Linked DNA regions of Rattus norvegicus: region 2 is linked to region 1. A link is a contact called in public Hi-C data. All regions are on one chromosome and are shown on one strand. Each heading gives the region's core, a stretch centred on a gene start, on an enhancer-like site or on the middle of the called end of the contact. The rest is flanking DNA. Distances are from core to core; before and after follow the strand shown.

What was found. A called contact is a pair of places that touch in the nucleus more often than the background predicts.
Region 2: a Hi-C map of liver shows a contact between it and region 1, with 4 times the contacts expected there. The contact joins the promoter of Lnx2 here to the promoter of Urad in region 1. A contact is called at or near these places in 2 of 12 Hi-C or Micro-C datasets (kidney and liver).

The regions. Positions count from the first base shown.
Region 1 is chr12:12,742,986-12,747,216 of GRCr8, forward strand. Urad (ureidoimidazoline (2-oxo-4-hydroxy-4-carboxy-5-) decarboxylase) reads left to right here and starts at 2,403. Exons shown (of 2, transcript NM_001398881.1): 1 at 2,403-2,664. The coding sequence starts at 2,490.
Region 2 is chr12:13,116,917-13,121,147 of GRCr8, forward strand. Lnx2 (ligand of numb-protein X 2) reads left to right here and starts at 2,223. Exons shown (of 10, transcript NM_001108329.1): 1 at 2,223-2,361. It overlaps Polr1d (RNA polymerase I and III subunit D), which reads right to left and starts at 1,153. Exons shown (of 3, transcript NM_001037787.1): 1 at 1,093-1,153. The coding sequence starts at 1,118.

The DNA of each region.
Region 1 (4,231 bases), core at 1,153-3,652:
ACATACACACATATACATAAATGCACACGCACACAGACACACCACACACACAGGCACAAACATACACATACATACGCACATACACATACACACATACACACCACACACATGCACACACCCAATTGACCCATTTAGTGTTGTTCTTATGAACATGTGTTTAGGGCTGACCACTTGGGATTGAATAGCCTAACACGGGGCTTCTCCACTGAATGCTGAAGACCTATCACGGGGCTCTCCATCGAGTACTGATTCTCTTTCTCTCAGCAGGCCTTGATTGCCTTTACACATAATCAAAATGCAGAGACTAGGAGACTGTAGTGTGCCCAGCCCCAACTGGAACCTCTACAGTGCAATCCCTACACTCAAGGCACGGAAAGACTTTAAGAGCCGGGTGGGGGGTGGGGATGGAGGAATGGGGGCAGGCCATATGAAGGGGGACAGGGAGGAGGGAGGGGGGATGCGATGCGGATATAAAGTGAATAATTAAAACTGTCTGTAACAGGGGTTGGGGATTTAGCTCAGTGGTAGAGCGCTTGCCTAGGAAGCGCAAGGCCCTGGGTTCGGTCCCCAGCTCCGAAACAAAAAAAAAGAGCCAAAAAAAAAACAAAACAAAAAAAAAAAAACCTCCTGTCTGTAACATACCTACATGAGGCAAAACACCAGTGCATATAAAAGAATAAATTATTAAAAAATAATAAATACGTTAATGGGGGGTTGGGGGGGTGGCCGAGAGGACCAGAATGCCTGCTGCTAGAGAGTGCCTTCTAGACAGGAAAGTTTCACCCATCTAATCTCAACAACATGGTTGCCTAGACCTGTATAAAGATACCACCGGCTGACATGCCAGTGTGAATAGGTGAAAGTTCACAAGGTTTCACTCCTCTTTAACATCCTTTAGGAGGAGGGTGTGGCCTGCGGACTAGGGCGACCCCTTCTAGCCGTGCTTTATATTGATTGCACCAGCAGGGGGCGCCCGAGGACTACCGTTTCTAAACAGAGTGTCAAACACCAGGTTTGACCTGTTACTTACTGCCCCTTGGTACCTAGAAAGGCAAACACTGGGCGAAAGGAAAACAAGCCCTCTTTTGGAGATAATTTATCCAGAGTGCGATCGTTTCTGGACTCACGGTGACGAGGGTTTTCCATGCTTGGTCCTAGTCCCACACCAACTCCTGAGATCAGAGCCCCTCTCCTTCCTAGGGCAGTGGGTGCCTTTCTTTGTGACACCTCCCCCTACTCTACCCTCTTGCCCTGGTCTTTCTAATCTTTTCTAGGCGGTTCCTCGTGAAGAACACCACCAGTAACAGCCTTAGCTGAACTCTGCTGCAGTGCTAAATCACTCACCAAACCCATTCTAGGGGAGGAAAAGGTTTATTTCAGCTTATAACTTCTAGGCTGTTGTTGAAGAAGAAGTCAAGGATGAGAACCTCGAGGTAGATTGACTCTCTCTTCTTGGGCACCTACCCTCAGGTGTGTACACATACACAATACACCTTTTTTTTTTTTTTTTAAACAAAAGAAGATAGCACATTCCACCAGAGGCACCTCTCCTGGCCTCGTTTACACTAAGTGTACGTTGTGTTAAGCATTTAGGGTTCAAAGAAAGATTAAAACATGGGACCTGGGCTGGAGAGATGGCTCAGGGATTAAGAGCACTGACTGCTCTTCCAGAGGTCCTGAGTTCAAATCCCAGCAACCACATGATGGCTCACAACCATCTGTAATGGGATCTGTGTGTGTAATTGTATACAAAAATAAATAAATCTTCAAAAAAAAAACCAAAAAAAAAAAACAAAAAAAAAAAAAACATGGGACCTATGCTCTAGAGGCACGGCCAACGACAGATGAGAAATCAACTTCCAAATAGGTGGCCCTGTAACCTGTCTGGATTACCAGGAAAACTTCCCCAGGAGCAACTGAATAGAGTCTGGTTCTATTCCCAGCATCTGCATGGTAACTCTCGACTACCTGTAACTCCAACGTAGCCCAAACCTCTTCCAGCCTCTGCGGGCCTCAGGTCTGCGTGTGGTACACAGATTACAAGCAAGACATAACAGTCATGTTCACAAGATAAGATGTCGGTGACACCAAGTGGCTGTCTCATTAAATATGGCCATAGCTGGCTCTTACTAGAGCAGTGCCTCTGGTGGAGACGTTCGTTCTGCAGAAGTCTCTGCTCTCTTGATCGCAACCATAAGCCCAGGTGGGATATAGCTCAGTGATTGGGTGCTTCTTCAGCACACGTGAGACCCTGGATTCTGTCTCCAGCGTATTACCCCCTACAACCCCCAAAACACTTAAACCTGTGTTTACTCGCTGCAGGAACATTCTGGATAAGCTCCTCCCAGAGGTATTTAAACCAGAGTCAGCTGCCCTTGCACAAGGTCAGCTGTGTCTTCAGCAAATACAACCCATGAGGAGGAGTTAGCGTCGCTCCTGCAGACTCCCCCCAGGCAGGGCAAACAGTGCCTCCAGTCCAGGTGTCAGACATGGACATGAAGAAGGTCAACTCCTTGGACTTCACTGAATTTGTGAGTGTGTTTAGGAACGTCGTTGAAAGATGTCCTCTGGTCGCAGCTGCCGTCTGGTCCCACCGTCCTTTCTCTGGCTTGGAAGACTTAGAAAATCACTTTTTTGCTTTTATCGATGCTCTCCCAAAATCAGGTAAGATGTGCATGAAGTCGTTTCCAATAGGGTATGTAAAAGTATTTTAGATTACGTTAGCTGACTTACTCAATTATCTACTGGGTTTTTGGAAGGGTCAGGAGATATCCTTTCAACTGCTGGGCTCTTGAAGGTGGACACAAGAATGTGAGGGACAAGATAAGATGGTCGACGGCAGTGGAGGCGGGGGGTGTGTGTGTGTGTGCATTGCAGTCTCTGAGTTGGAGTCCAGCCTGATCTAGAGCGAGTTCCAGGACAGCCAGGGCTACTGGAGGTCACAGGAACGGGGCGAAGGCCTTGGTGAGTCAGAAGCTAAAGGTCCACTTTGGCAATGCTCTAGATGAAAGAGGGTAGTGAGAATATCCCAGCACCCCAGAGAGGAATGGAGACCCTGAATGGTTTTTATCAAAAGGGGGGGGGGGCAGCAGTTTGGACCAGACAAGGAAAGATCCCAAGACTCTTCGCAGAAAGAAGAAACGTTGAAGCAAAGCGATGTTTTCTGGGGAGAATGAGCGAGAACTGAGGCGTATTGGTCCGTGGGGCGAAGAGGAGGCAGAAGTTTATACTGGGTGGCACAGAGGCCAGAGGTCCAAAGGTACACAGTCCCTGCTCAAAGCCTACTCTGGCTTCAGAGAATAAGTCTGACATGCCCTTGGGGAACAAAGACAGGGGCAGGGGGTCCCCTATCCTTGAGACTTGACTTTAAGCAGGACCTGTGGTCTCCTGACAGAGCAGGCACTCACAGCTGTGTTCAATATGGCTATGATGACATCTTGTGGCTTCTGGATGTCCTCCTATGAGGACTTACCTAAGAAGACCAGAGGGCAAGGTTATGAAATCAAACTGAGGACTGAGGAGGTGGCTCAACAGTTAGGAGCACTGGCTGCCCTTCCAGAGGACCAGAGATCAATTTTAAGCACCCACATAGATACTCAACAAAGAAAGGCCTCCAACTCCAGGATCTGAGCTCGCGCTATGACCCGCCCCTAAACACCAAGGACACATGTGGGGCATAGACATACATGCAACCAAAACACTCAAACATATGAATTTTAAGTGTGTGCGTGTGTGTGAAACCAAAGCCCAGCATAGTGGCCTCGCCTGTGCTCAGGAGGCTAAAATAGAAAGATCCTTATGAGTTGTTTGAGGACATCTACAGTGACAGTCTCGGCAAATAAGCAACTGTACCAACATCAAATTGACAGAAGTGGGGGCTGGAGAGATGGCTCAGTGGTTAGAGCACTGACTGCTCTTCCAGAGGTCCTGAGTTCAATTCCCAGCAACCACATGGTGGCTCACAACCATCTATAAAGAGATCTGATGCCCTCTTCTGATGTATCTGAAGACAGCTACAGTGTACTTATATATAATAAATGAATAAATCTTTTAAAAAAATTGACAGAAGTGTGGGGCACATCGTGACAGTCGCCCACTGCTGAGTTTCTCCAATGGGGCAGAACTGACGAGGCAAGGTAAATGTCAGAGAGTCTCCCTCACCTGTGACTCACAAAACACCCTGGCCAGGTGAATTCACCAGGTGACTCTGGCTTTACAGCCTGAGGCCCAC
Region 2 (4,231 bases), core at 973-3,472, 370 kb after region 1:
CAACAGCTGGAAGTGCACCCCGTGTCTGAATTCGCAAATTAATTTTGCTCTCTGAAGGATGGGTCGTAGTGTAACCACAAAATTCCACTTCCGGGTTCTTCATGATTATGTACCGCAGACAATTTCCTAGTGTATGGTCCTCCTCGTGTAGTACAAATGTCACACACTGTCTATCTGTTCCAGCTGCCTGGACCATTTCCAGGGCTGTCTTCCTCTCGCCTTCAGCCATTGAGGTCTTCAATCCTGATATTTTTCTACACACATATTTTTTTGTGTAAGAATGAGATCATACGGAATATCGTTTTCTGATTAACTCTTAAAGATTCACTGCCTCATTTTCCTGCCTCCACACTTCTAGCCATAAATATTTAACTCGTTTCTCCCTACTTCATTTGACTCCAGCAAGGGGGTGGGTACCACCTCAGAAAAAAAACAAAACAAAAGAAAAACAACCCACGAAGTTAATTGTTTGCAAAAATCTTCGGATAGAGCAAAGAAAGGGGCAGAGTTATAATAGGGTAGGCCCTGCTTTAGATGAAAAGGGAGTTGACAGGCATAAAAAACACGATTACTTTAGCATAAAAATGGCAACCACAAGGTATCAGGGTGGCAGGCTCAGTTACAGCTTCCGTTTGAAAGAGGTAAGGAAACTAAGTGAAAGGAAGTGAAAAGTTTAATAGGAGGGAGAATTTGGCGGACAGAGAGAATTTACGAGCAGTCTGCACAGAGCGGAGTTGCAGTAACTTTAGCTAACTTAACACGCCAGGACCGCCACTCGGGACGGCTGGCCCGGTGCGTGACCTTACACGAGGCAGTTCTAATGAGGGTGGTGGCAGTTTGGGACTTACAGCTGGATTCCCTACCTCTCTCCCATCCCGGATGGCTAGCGTCCCTCTGGGCTTTTCTGTTATAAATGAACCCACGGCTCCTCCCTCTTCCCAACCCGGCCCGCTCTATTCTCTCTCCTCCCTTCCCCAGCGCCTGGGGTCAGGCCTAGCCGCCACGCCGGGCTCAGTCGGCCGCGTGCCCCTTCGCTACCCGCTTCTCTGGCCCGACCCGCCGCCCCACTCCACTCTTTGCCTCCAACCTTACCTCTCCAGCTCCTGATCGTCCTCCATCGCGGGGGGCGGCTCCGGGAAATCCTCAGGTGGCGCTGGCGAAAAGGAAGATCTTCCCCATGTCGCGAAAGGTGCGGGACAAGGCAGGAAGGAAGAAACCACCGACGGAAGGAGCGGATGACGGAAGGAGGGAGGCGGAGCCGCAGCGGCGCGGCAGGGCCCCCTCTGAAGGGCGGGGCTAAAACAGAACCCGCCCCCGACCACGCCCAGGCTCGGGCTGGACCGCTCACCTGGAACTGCGGAAGCCAGGCGGCTGCGGTGCACATTCTGTCCCCGAGTGCTACCGTAGATCACAGGCTTCTCGCCTGTTGCCCCGAGACATCTGCTATTTAGCGTCGGGGTCGGATCTCTGACTTGCTAGAGTCTCGAGGAACGGGACTGCCCCATGGCTGGCTATTCCCGGGACCGGAGTCCTCAGGGGCCTTTCCTGGGGCACCCAGCATATTGCAACCTTGAAAAAGCAGAGAGACTAGTGTGCAGAGGTGACTTTCCTGACGATACTGTGGGCTTTTTATTTTCTCCCAGGGGTGCAAATGTACATCTCCAATAGGTGCAAGGGCAGCGTTTGTCTTTCTTTTGGGAGAGAAGTGAGAGTTTGGAGCACCGCCCTCCTTCCTCCGGAGCTCACGCGGTGGACTTGCAGCTCCTTTTCCCTTTGAACCCAAGGAACCGCCCTTCTCAGGTGCATCCTCTCTTCTCCCACCTGACCCTGGCCAGGCTGGATCCCCGCCCCACCCAGCTGTCCTCTTGCCCTGCACACCTACACGTCAGCCGCCCCGCGCCACCTGTTCTCCCTCAGCCTGGTCCCGCAGCCCTCCCCTCCCTTCAGCTGTCCCACGCCAGGCGCGGCGCTCCAGGGGTGCACGCAGACACTTCCCGAGCGTCTTCTCTGTGTGTCTGAGGGGAGAATCCGGCCGGGAGCGATGGCGGAGGGCGGAACGCGCTCACTCTAACTCGGGAGTGATGAGCAGGGCCGACCCGGCCCCTAGAATTCCTTGATTGGTCGAGCGGCTCCAAGCCCGCTCTTAGTCCCGCCTTCGCCCGCCGTTGATTGGCTCAGGTGCGTGTCGGGTTGGGCCTCTGCGCTCGCCCCCGAGGGGAAAGGCAGCAGGGGCGGTTGAGAAGTAAAGTCTTGGCCGGACTTTGCTTCTCGCCAGGAAATCGGCGGCGGTGAGTCCCGGCAGAGCGGAGCCGGGTAGCGTCCTCGTTAGCGCGCCCGCGGGGAGCCCGCCGCTTTCCGTCAGTGAGTTACTTCGCCTCAGGTGCGGGCGGTGACGGGGTGTGGCGTCAGGGTAGGGGGGACCATCTGGGGAACCGCTGGGGGCCGCGTGGTGTCTGGCCCGGCCCGGTGCGGGTGCAGGTTCCAGGAGACCCGGTGCGGTTCTGCGCGCCTCTCGCTTCTCAAGACATGGACGTTTGAGGACGAGTTGTTGCACTTCGCGTCTGCACGTTGTCGGGAGCTAGAGTGGCGCTAGCCAGCTGCCCTTTGGTTTTGTTCCCTGGAAGGGATGAGCAGAGAGACCCTCCTCCCCGCCCCAGCCTGTTGCGGGGGAAGTCTCACCTTTCTCTTCAGATTTGACATGTTTGGGAGCGTGGGGGTATAATTTCCAAAATATGAATCCCGATTTGGAAGCATTTGCGCACAAAACACCTCTTGGGGAAAAACATCGCTGGCTTTTGAAAGCTTTCTGCCACGTTTCACACAAGGGCTTTTTTTTTTTTTTTTTTAAATGGAGTGTTCTAGTATTTCCGTTTGCATTTAAGATTGTGTGTTTGCCAGGAGCCTAAGGACGCTTCCGCGTGGCTTTTTCGAATCAATTTTTCTTTTCTCTGTAGCCTTGGCCAGCCTGGAACTCAGAGGGATCCACCTCTTTCCTGAGTGCTGTTGGGTTAGAGAGGCGTGCGCCCCACACCCCGCCAATTTTTCTTTAAAAATAAAATCACAGAAACCAATGGCAAGGATAGTTGGAGGATTCTGTGAGCTCCAGTTTATCCAAACTGCCTTCACTTTAAGAATGTCACATTCTTTGTAGTCACAGTACTTAGAAATTGGCCTCCTTCCCAGGACACAATTTGCTTTTTCTCTAGCCTGTACAGTGACACAGCACAGACGAAGTTGGATCTCAGTAGGTCAATCCTGTTTGCTTTGATAGATTTGAACACCCTCCCTCCCCCACACCTTCGGAAAAAAGGACTTTGGCAGGTAAAGAAGGAACCTGGGGGAATCTAGTGTCCTATTTGGCCTGCAGATCATTGTTGAGCCAGAGCTAAGAAGGTTTTGCCATTTTAGCCTGTCCAAATTCCATGTGAGTTTTCCCAAAGGGGTCAAATGTAGGCCAACTCAGAACAGCTCTAGAGTCACATTGCTTTTAATTTAGTCCATCCACTAAGTCTGTGTTCTTTTCCTCTAATCTTCAAGTTTGAGCCTTTTCATTGTATAAACATTTAGCTACTCAGTGTCTACCGCTTTGGCAACTTTGAGGAAAGGGATCATTTCTTGCCCAAAGTTGCTCAGTGGCTGTATACTTCTTAGTCCACTACCGGAAAGTAATTTGAACAAAGTAATGTGGGAACTTAAAATCATTTCTGCCTAGAATGTGTCAGAGGAATTGGCACAGGCTCTCTCTGGGAGCATCCTAAATGCTTATGGCTGTAGAATGTGACATTATCTGCTGTGCGTATGGTTAATCTGAAGAACACAATGTTTGGGGTTAAAGTAATAGGGGTCAGGGGCTGGTTTTTTTGTTCATCTTAGGTAGGGTTCATGGTATGTTCTACAACTGGACCCTCAGATATCTGTTGAAATACTAAAAAGAAAGGATTTTGTGTAGCACATGAAGACGTTTGGACACTTCATCCAGTCAGTGATCGTGGGGTGTTCATTTCAAGCAGGAAGATGCTGTGGTGAGGTTTGCATTCCATAGGGATAGCTGGGGGACAGTGGGGGTCCCAAGAGTGAGAAACAGAATGGGGCTACCGTGAAGTCTCTGTGCATATTATCTGTGTTTGCCGGGCTTTATTACCCGCTCTTAGCTCTTTAGCATTTTAGCCTGGTGGGTTTGAAAACCTGAAAAAATAAAAACAGTCATGGCTATGGCTCAGGAAAAGCTCAG